2 separate regions of the Gasterosteus aculeatus genome follow, and region 2 is linked to region 1. Evidence: chromatin contacts called from public Hi-C data. All regions are on one chromosome and are shown on one strand. The core of a region is the stretch at or near the end of the contact, and the rest is flanking DNA. Distances in the headings are between cores, read along the strand shown.

Region 1 (4,964 bases), core at 231-2,730:
CATCATCACCACGTGTCTGTTGGTTTACATTTACATTCTAACAGCGTTTAGAGGTTAAAACGACTCCCTGTCATCAACGAATTTAGCTCTTTTTTTTTGGAGAAAAAAAAATCAATATTACACGTGACTTCCCCTTAGTAACCCATTGTCATTTCAGAGAACATCATCTCGACAAATGTGCCGATTAAGTGCAGGGGTGCACGTATATTTTCTAAAATACACCGCTTACTTTGTCTTTCTCCACAAAGTCCACAAAAGCTGTCCTTTCGATCTCCACGGGCTGACCCTGTCTGTCATACAGCGCCAGGACGAAATGGAAAAAATTGGATTTTCTGAGGTTGGAAGGGGGCTGCTTTTCATAATGTGCCCGTGCCAAGCCGACACCGCTGCGGGGAGAAAACAAGAGACCATCTCGGTTAAGCACCGGACACCGGGGATACTCGATGATGGAGAAGCTGATGGGGGAAACACATTGGAGATGCAAGAAGCACGCTTGAGTACGTGGTGGTGGGGGGGCGATTTCTTGATTTGTCACAATAATGGGTAATCTGATGTAATGAAAGAAGGGAAAGCCGAAGGGGGGGCATTTATTGGGAGACCGTAATTGATACAGAGTATTCAGGGGATTGAAGGGTCGATATGATGAGCGGGGAATGCGTGAGAAAAATCAGATGCTTTTTTTTTTTTGTTGGCATGCGTACCTTTGGGCGGCCGTGTTCGCGTCCACCACGCCGGCTGTGTGCATCCAGGAGCGGACCGAGTTGAGTCCACCGAGCGGTTCCTCCTTCATCGTCGTCCCGCCCCGCGGTATAGTTTCCTGAATTCCAAACATTTAGGACAATTTGCGTGAAAAAAAGAGCCTCCTGCGAAATTAGGGGAATAAACGTCCAAGCGCGTTATCCTTTTGGGTTGTTTTTTTGTTTTTTTTTTGTTCAAGGGATAAGTAGCGAGAGCCGATTCAGACTTGCGAGGGAAAACCCGGTCCACAGGTCTTGCCTCCCTCTTCAGTCCGTCCGATGTGAACAATTCTCAAAGTGCTGTACTTAGTTAGAGCGGTATCCACAGACCGGAAAAGTGAATTGTTCAATAGACAAGATTTTTTTTTGTGTTGCTATTGTTCCTCTTTGTTTTTTTTCTTTTTTCTCGCTCTCTCTCTTTTTTGTGCTATTCACAGAAAAATCGATGGTAGTTGTTTGTGTTTGTGGGTGATGCTGCTCTCAAAGTGCCCACATCCCTGAAGCACCGCATCCAAAACCTTCAGGACTTCTTGTTGAATAAAAAACCCACTCCTGAAAAAGGTGCTGCTGCTTCTCCACAAGACAAACACAGGCAAAGGCTGATCACCAGTGGAGGTGTTCCTAGTACACAGGAGAGGTGGATAAGGGGCCCTTTCGCGTCGTGCAGGATGGATGGGAACATGCAAAACTAAGCCCTCTTTCCCCGAGGACTGAAATCTTTCCCGGGAGCCAAAACTCTAAACCCACGGGAGAGGCGCTGTCAGAATATGACGCTGAAGGGGCGGAGCTTTGCCCAAATATGGAGGTCTGACGGTTCCTGTCAAGCAGTGGCGCTCCGCTGTACGCGTACAGCCCTATAGTGCAGAAGCCTGAGAACACTCACTCGCTCCACTTTTCCTCTTGCTTAGGCCCTATATGTGGTGAGTTTGATTTTTTTAATGATATGGGAAAATTGGACCGTGTGTAACCATCACACATAAGGAGGAAGAGAAAAATTAAAATAACAATATATAATAATAACTCGAAATTCAGGATGGCATTGCTTATCTTTTTTTTGCCGGCCTAATGATTGCCATTTCCGTGATTAGTTTTATTATAGTTGATTATAATCAATAGTTTTTGACATATTTATTCGATTAGGTGTGTTATTATTACAAATTGCCTTGATGAGATTGCTTGTTCACTGTAATATATCGAAAGCATCGCAATAGCTGTGTGAATACAGGGCATAAATCATATTTCAATAATGACAGATCACGTTTCTTCACATAACATATATATTTGTGCAGTTTTTACTTCATGCTGCGGGTTATTTTATTGTAATTAAAAATGTAATGAATCCCAAAATGATTCCAAAGAATCAGACTGACGATTATAAATCTATTAATTAAAATTACATTTTCATGGGGAATTTTTAAACAAGAGACAATTGGCTTTCAATTGTTTTGCTGCGCATCGCGGAGCAGAGGGTGTCTTTATTCATGGCGCTATGTATATATAATGAACAAAGTTTGAACATCCGTTCCCACCGTATCCACGCTTATGAATGTGAAAACAGATCAATCACCTGCACGTGCCATTTATAAAAGAGAAAGTAAGATCTTCTGACCTCTTCTTTTTTTGTGAGCTAAAAATCGGAGGCAGGGTGTCTCGTGCCATTAAACAAACTTCAGGAAAGCCAAAGGTTCCGAGTCCTCTTTTATTTCCTGCACGTCCCGTTCAAATCAGTAATAATCAGAAACATCTTAATCATTTTTAAAGAGCCTACATGTCCGACTCTGTCCGAGAGGGGCAAGCGAGCAGTTCGGTTCATTAGTGGTGAAAAGGAGGAGAGGATGGAGGGAGCGAGGGGAGGGTGCGAGGAAGAGAGATGTGTGCTATATCCTGAGCAATCTATCTAGCTGGTGCTGAGGGTTAATAGCTGCTGCCAAAGATAAGTGAATTATAAGCTGTTGCTTTCACCTCTACACAATCTATTGCCAAATTGCCCAGTCACAAAATAAGGGTGTGGATATTTTTAACTTGTTTTTATTAGTGAAGAGAAATCTTTAGTTTCAATTTGTGGCAAAAAAAAGAAAAAAGAAAAGAAAACCTCAAAGGGGGCCCCTTTTTAAAAATGTCTCCTTTTCTCTTAGATGAAATAAACCGAGACGCATGTTGAAAATGTTTTGCCTGCTATACCGAGATTGCAAATATCTTTTTATTTATTTTTGCACAAAACTCACCCTGCTTTTTTTCGCACACTTTCAAGTCGCTTATTAGAACTTAACCCCTGATTACACGCACCACGGCGATTTAAATCTGATTATCAAATTAGGGGACTTTGAGACAAATCCTCTTAGATCTGATACTGTTGACTGGAGAAGGAAAAAGGATCTCCACACCCGTCACGTAGGTAACGATGCTGTCCTGAAAGGGAGTTTTAAACCGTATTTGACAACAAATGCAGCTGCCCCCGCTATTTCAGAAGATATTAGAGGGAAATGAATGCAAATCTGTGTGCAGGAGCCATCTGGACGCGGCGAGAGGGAGTCAGCTGCTCCACACACTGAGGCGCGGAGCCTGAATCCGTCTCAGCTCATTCTGTGGGATCATCTGCGTGGTGGGCTTACACCGTGGAAAATGCGCTCTCCATCATTAGGTGAAATGTTAGCGTCACAATAAAGGAAATGTTGATTCCCGTTGGTTTCAATGTTTGCGCGCGTGAAAACTTTGACGAGCGTGGAATTAGGGGGGGTCTTAGTCACATTTACTCATTTCTCAATTAAAGAAAAAAAAAAAAAAGCTTATTTCCTTAACCGCTCGATGGAGGTAAGTGGTGCGTTACAAGAAGGGGAAACAAGTGCAAACGTGTTTGCCTCCCCGCATCTTGGCCGAATTGCGCCATGTATGCTCAGGGCTCGTTTAAATGCCCGCTTGATGACACGGGGGCCCTGTTATCTCATTCTTCTGTTCAGCGGCCACAATGAAAGAACCCCTAAAGATTAGGGCCTGGCCGTCTGGATGAAGCTAAAGTCCCCGGGACGCGTGGCTCCCAATAAAAAAAAATAAAAAACGTACACGGTGACTTCGAAGACCTCCCGTCTCGACGGGACGACCCTCCTCCCGTATTGAGGGTGACGTCTTCTTTTTTTTTCTTTTTTTTCTGTGTGAATTTACGGGGCGAGGCCCTCATGATCTCCTTAAATTTGCATGTAAATGGCGACATCAGCCGTAACGCGTGCCAGGGGCCAGCGGGCCTCCCAGATGTCAAGGCAAAGTCAATCAGCCGGCCGCTGCCCAGCTGTCCATCGATGCACTTTATTGGGACAACACTTTCATTATGCTCACCTGCATTGTTTCCTACTGAATGTATTGATGGAAGGAAAGTAAAATAATAAAAGGGGGTTAAAAAATAAATCGTATTAGCACCCACAAGGCAAATTCGCTCACGGCTTTATCACAAAGGTTGTTTTAAAGTGATGCTGTTGTTGATTAAATATTAATCAAATACGCCTACATCCACGCATCACTCCTAACTCCATATGGAGCAAGCATGCGTTCAGCCCACTTATTGTTTACAGCAACTCAACCATCCTTTATGTCATTCAGTTGCTCAGACATATAGAATCATATTTTATATGTTTAATATTGTTTTTACTTAATAGGTATGTATTTATGTACTTGTTTTATTTATTTATTCAGGCCTATAGATAATCTGACGTTCCAACGCACAAAAAATGACTGTGAGGTCCACAGCCTTTGTTATCACTTGTAGCTTTGCTTTTCATTTTTTTTATTTTATATATGTTTCTCGTGAATGGGGGAAATTAGACAACATTTCCAATTATTTACTTTTCAGTTAAATCATGAAATGCTTAAAACGGGATTATAATAACAGCTTCCCTGCAAACTCTGTGTAAAGCCGCAATTAGCATTGTAAACCTCATAAATGCACGTGCAGCATTTCACATGGCGTATTCAAACAGCATATTAAAATGCTTTTTGAAACGTTACTTTTAATTATAGGGGCCAAACACAAACGGCCAAGAGTGATGAGATCAATCATGTCGGGTATTCGTGGCGAGTAGTTATAGCTGTTATAGACGGACAGCGCCCCTCGTTGGTTACACTTGAGATCATTGTGTCGATATGAGGCAGCTGCGTTCCTCAGTGACAAGATAGCTAAATCTCAACATAGGTTTATCTACACCCCTCCCCCAATCCGCAGGACCCCCCCCCCCCCTC
Region 2 (4,877 bases), core at 1,130-3,629, 44 kb before region 1:
CCTCACTCGGGCTGATAGCCTTGATGCACGGGGTGGCTGCTTATCCAACACAAAGAGAAGAGCAAATTCAGCACCTGAGCTTCAACACTCAGCCCCATGTCTCTCCCCACATGGACACATTATCGCATCGCCTCCATGTCCGTCTCACAAAGACGTATCATGGAAATTGCCCCTGGAAAAAAAAATAAAAAATGATGGATTTGTCCTTTAAAGCATGAGAATCAAAATCATTTATCAGCGCGCTGGAGTGGTGTAGTTAAGCAGACCCTTCAAATGGTCCACTTCACAAAGGCTAAACGCCGGGCTCGCAAGGAAAATGATTTGATGGAGCAAATTATGTGTCAGGGCAAACGCAGCTATCAGAATTGATTAAGCATGCCCCCCCGTACAGTCAAATTTCAAAGTTGAACACGTCTTAAATGAGTCAAGAATGCGTGCTGTTAAAGTGGACATGACAAGCCAAAGCTTTGCCGGTTTATTATTATTATTTCATTACTTTTGTTCTGCATGTGCAGCACAGTGCAGGGACACTGCGTATATTCAGGTTTCATAAGGTGAAATGCACTCGCGAATTATTCAGGTTGAGTTTTTGTTTTTTTTTCCCCTCTTTGTGATCGATTCAATCCATTTCATATTGTTTATTACAATGCTTTTCATCTGGCGCTACTTCTGCTACCTAGCCCTGCCATTCATCAACAGTCTGGGCTGCTATTATAATCTAATTTGAGTGATCTGCTGCCTAGCATCCACTGTCATTTGATGCATTACCTTAATATGGTGTTGAGCACAACACCGTGTTTACAACAGAAATAGCATGACAGCTAGCCATAAAATAGCAATATCAAATTTAATCTATTTCCATCAATATCCTTTAATACAATATGAATTACGAAATGTTTTTTCCTAGTCTTCAAAATGTGAGCAACTATTCCAGCAAGTTCCTTATTTCTTTACAAGCTGGGTTCTGAACCTCTATTATCCCTTCCATCCAGTAAGTAAATCACAGTCGGCCATTGTTGTATGGATCACCTCCGACAAGACATCTCCCTTTGTTTGCCTTGCTGTTGGGTCTGTCCGGGTCATGTTTGCTCTCTCTCCCTGCCCATAAAGTGCACACACACACGTCGGTACTACAGGGAATCTGACTTTAACAGGCGCTGTTGACTTCATGCTAATCACCCCGTACAGATTTTCATTTGTGAGGCCTGGAGGAGTGACATTTGCTTTCCTTAATTGCGAAGCGGAGCGTCTGAAAGAGGACCAACCCTCTATGGGCATGCTGGCCCCCCTCTGAGGGCCTGACCTTCATCAGTGCGGACGATTACAGCAAATAATTCACCCTTCAAAATTACTGTAAACAAATTGACTTTGGGGAAGAGGGGGGGGGGGTCGAGGGGGGAGGGAGGAGGAGGAGGCTAGAAAACGGCCTGATGGTGACGGTGCCTGTTGGGGGGCAGCTGCAGCCTGAAACCTACGACAGGCATACACAAGCGCGCGCACACACACACGCACACACACACACACTGAGACTCGCAACCTCCGAAATCCCAGCGCCCCCTCCCACACACAGAAGGACCCATGGAGAGGCAGCGACTGAGGCCCTAAGCCGTCCACCCTTCTGCCTGGAAATTTGCATATGTCTCAATGCGCAGACAGAGAGGGGAGCATGTGCTGAATGGGGACCGTGGCGAAGTGGATTACACAGTCAGCGCAGGCGATCTGATGACAGACACGCACAATGGCCCCCTCGGCAGATGATAGGCATCACCAGGAGTGGACGGACGAGGATGCAAAGAGCCAGCTTGCCGCTCTAAGTGTTGCATCACTAAGTATTTGCAAACTTTGCGCTGCGGTGGAGGAAAATTCCCTCCGTTTCAGTTTGTGTGTCGTAGCATGTTTCTGAACGCTGAATTGTTTGCATTTTATATGTGTGTGTGTGTGAATTTATTACAAGATCCGCTGCGCTGCGAAATGACCCCGGCGGGCTGATCTATGATCCGTCTTAATCTCTTTCCTCCGTGGTTGGGGTTAGCCGTAGAGGACGTCAAAACTGATCCCAGATCTGAGCGGAGGAGCTCTCACTTCTAGTATTGTCACACTCAAACAGGTCTGATGTGGCCCCACGAAGCCGTCCTTTGTTCTGCCTGCTGAAATGTGTTGTAATTGTGCTGTGGGATGTCCAGATGGTCGGTTGATAGTGCAGCTGATGGGATTATACCTTTTACCTCTCCCTGGGCCATCTGTTCCCTTTGACTCTCTCTCTCTCTCTCTCTCTCTCTCTCATACTCTCTCCTTCACTTTCTCCTATCCTACCCCCTCCACCACCTCCCTCTCTTTCTTCCTCTTAGGCCCAGCAGTCTGGATTCACTTGTCTTTATTGCATAAACCCTAACAGCATTACAGCCACTTGGCATGCAAATGAGGCAGGCGCTGCAGGCTCTGTGCTGAGTCTCCTATATTGTCTGGGGCTCTATAATAGTGAAGCTGAGCTAAGGAACGTGTGTGTGTGAGAGAGAGAGAGAGAGTCGGTGCCGTGATGTTCAGGGTGTGTTTTCATATGCGGGGGGGGGCTGACGCTGTGTGAACGCCTCGGCTATTTGTGGCCATGTTTATGCACCTTTTGAGCCTGAATCCGTACACGTTTGAGTGACAGGCGGCCACAAAGCACGTCCGTGTCTGAATGCGTAATATGCTTGTTGTGCGACAGTACACACGAGTGAAAATAAAATGTCACGCGGGGATGTTCAGTCCGTCAAGAGCACAGGCGATCCCGCGCCTGCGCCAATAGGGGGCAGCACCTCTTGATCCGAGTCGGAGCAAGTGCAGCGTGGGCTGAGAGGAAGGACGCCGCTCCCTTTCAGACACACAGGCACTCAGTCAGCCAGTCAGTCAGTTAGTCAGTCAGTCAGTCAGTCAGGCGCATATCTGGAGCTACTCGCCCAGTGGACTCCGGAGGAGGAATGTGTTGCTAATTTAAAGCACGCTGTCTGTCTGCCCGCTAGTTGTCAAAGCACTGTGGAGGACACGGCCTGAATTACATTTTATGTTCGCTTCTTCTCCTCTCACGTGTCTGTTTGTGAAAGGTGACTTAAACAAAGCCAATTTGTCGTTGATGCATGTTAAATGAGTTTGCTGTGGAGCTGCGCCTGCGAGGGAGGAAGGAAGGAGGGGAAGAAAATAAAATAAAAGGTCTCAAGTCGCGAGAGCGCACGCGGCTATTCAGAGGGAAGGTGTATTAAAGTTATTAGACAAAGACGTGTTCAACTGGGCGGTTGACACTAGCTTCTTTACGGGGCGTCACTCTGCTGCTTTGAAGAGTGTGGTGGAGAGGAGAAGAAAGGGACGGGTTGGGGTAACCTGTAAAGAACACAGGCACACACACACACACACGCACAACCATATACACACAAAACACACAGGATCCCATGGGAGAGGGGGAACATGGAGGCGAGGGCTCAACCTCTTTAATTGCTCCCCTCATTAAGAAACCGGTTGCTAGGCGATCCACACCTATCGTGTCATAAACGTGAAAGACACAAACAGAACGTCAGCGAACATAATGACTTTGGTGCTCCGGGCAGGACTTTAATTATTTGATTTTGTTCTCCAGTAGAGGAGTCATTAATAAAGACAAAAACAAATAGATTAGCTTTTCCCCCCACTAGGACTGGAGAGCAAGGAAATATATTAATTGTCTAGTCTTTTTTTTATTAGCCGTTGTTGTATTAAACATTACATTTGCTTTTGGTGATAGAACCATTAATGCCCATTAATGTGTTGAGAAGCTTGTTTTAGTCAGTGGTGTATATAAACTGTTTGCCCAGCCATAATTGGGTCTTGAATTCTGATGATAAGCAATTTGCACAATTGGCCCAAGTCAGTTCTCTCCTTTTTTTTTTTTTTTTTCTCACAATCTTTCAGCTGCATGTGCTCCCATCTGCGAGTGGAGGCCACAGGGGTCGTAAGGTTATGTTTAGTGCATTTTACTTTTTGGATTTCCCATGGTTTGGTGGTCCTTCTTTTCTCTCTTTTGGTTGAGCAGGCAATCAGTCTATCATATGGAATCAGTTGGAAGAAAAACAGTAAGTTCTGTTTTTCTCATAGGCCGCCCCCCACCTCCACACACACACACACACACACACACACCGTCAACCCACCATTTCCTCCCCCCCTCCCTTCTCTCTTTCTCTTTTCTCCCCCTGTTTCAGCTCACTCACAGCTAAATCTGCAGAACCCAATGACAGGAAATTGACCTCACAGCCAAATTCTTAAGCAATTTGATCATGTTTCACAAAGAGCTTTTAGGACAAATGAAGGTTGCATTAGGAGACTGGAAGTAGCGTAACATTTTCAAATCGTAAATTAGCCTTAGAGTATTATCCTCATCATTAGGGATATCGCCGTGATAAAAACACAGAGTAATGCCCGCTATTTCCAGTCAAGCCACGGCAAATAGTTGTGATGGAGGCAGAAGGCAACTAAGAAAGTGAAAATGAAAGTGATGGAGGAATACAAAATTCTAAAGGACTAGATGCAACTAGGTGTGAGATTTGTGAAATGGGTGGATGTCTAAAAGAAACTAAGAGGAAAGGGGAGCGTGGCAAATTATAGGATGTAAAATGTGCCTACCATTCTCCAGATATGGAGGCGTACCTTCTGAAGGGTCGAGTCTGCGAGCCCTTCTCCCATGCTTGGAATTGTTGTGTACGAACATGTTGTCGGATACAGCCAACACGTGGCCGTCGACATTGACGGTCGTCGATACGACAACCTGCAACAAGAGTGAAGGTGAAACATGCAATTTAATACATTGTGAGAGAAAAATGTAGACAGAGAAATATGTTTTTTACGGACGTTCTCGTTAATGCTGCGGGGGG

Evidence for each region. A called contact is a pair of places that touch in the nucleus more often than the background predicts.
Region 2: a Hi-C map of blood and trunk muscle shows a contact between it and region 1, with 2.2 times the contacts expected there. The contact joins the enhancer-like site here to the promoter of ebf3b in region 1. A contact is called at or near these places in 3 of 6 Hi-C or Micro-C datasets (blood and trunk muscle, skeletal muscle and whole body).

Annotation. Positions count from the first base shown.
Region 1 is chr6:14,039,632-14,044,595 of fGasAcu3.hap1.1, reverse strand. ebf3b (EBF transcription factor 3b) reads right to left here and starts at 1,480. Exons shown (of 16, transcript XM_040178818.2): 1 at 702-1,480; 2 at 230-386. The coding sequence starts at 832. It overlaps LOC144409492 (a long non-coding RNA gene), which reads left to right and starts at 1,518. Exons shown (of 2, transcript XR_013467953.1): 1 at 1,518-1,657; 2 at 3,243-3,418.
Region 2 is chr6:14,084,648-14,089,524 of fGasAcu3.hap1.1, reverse strand. ebf3b (EBF transcription factor 3b) reads right to left here. Exons shown (of 16, transcript XM_040178818.2): 8 at 4,654-4,771; 9 at 1-36. Among protein-coding and RNA genes, the nearest start is that of ebf3b, 44 kb to the right of the region's middle. Within about 2 kb of position 2,379, at least 1 of the 9 cell types and tissues checked has open chromatin away from gene starts, as enhancers often do.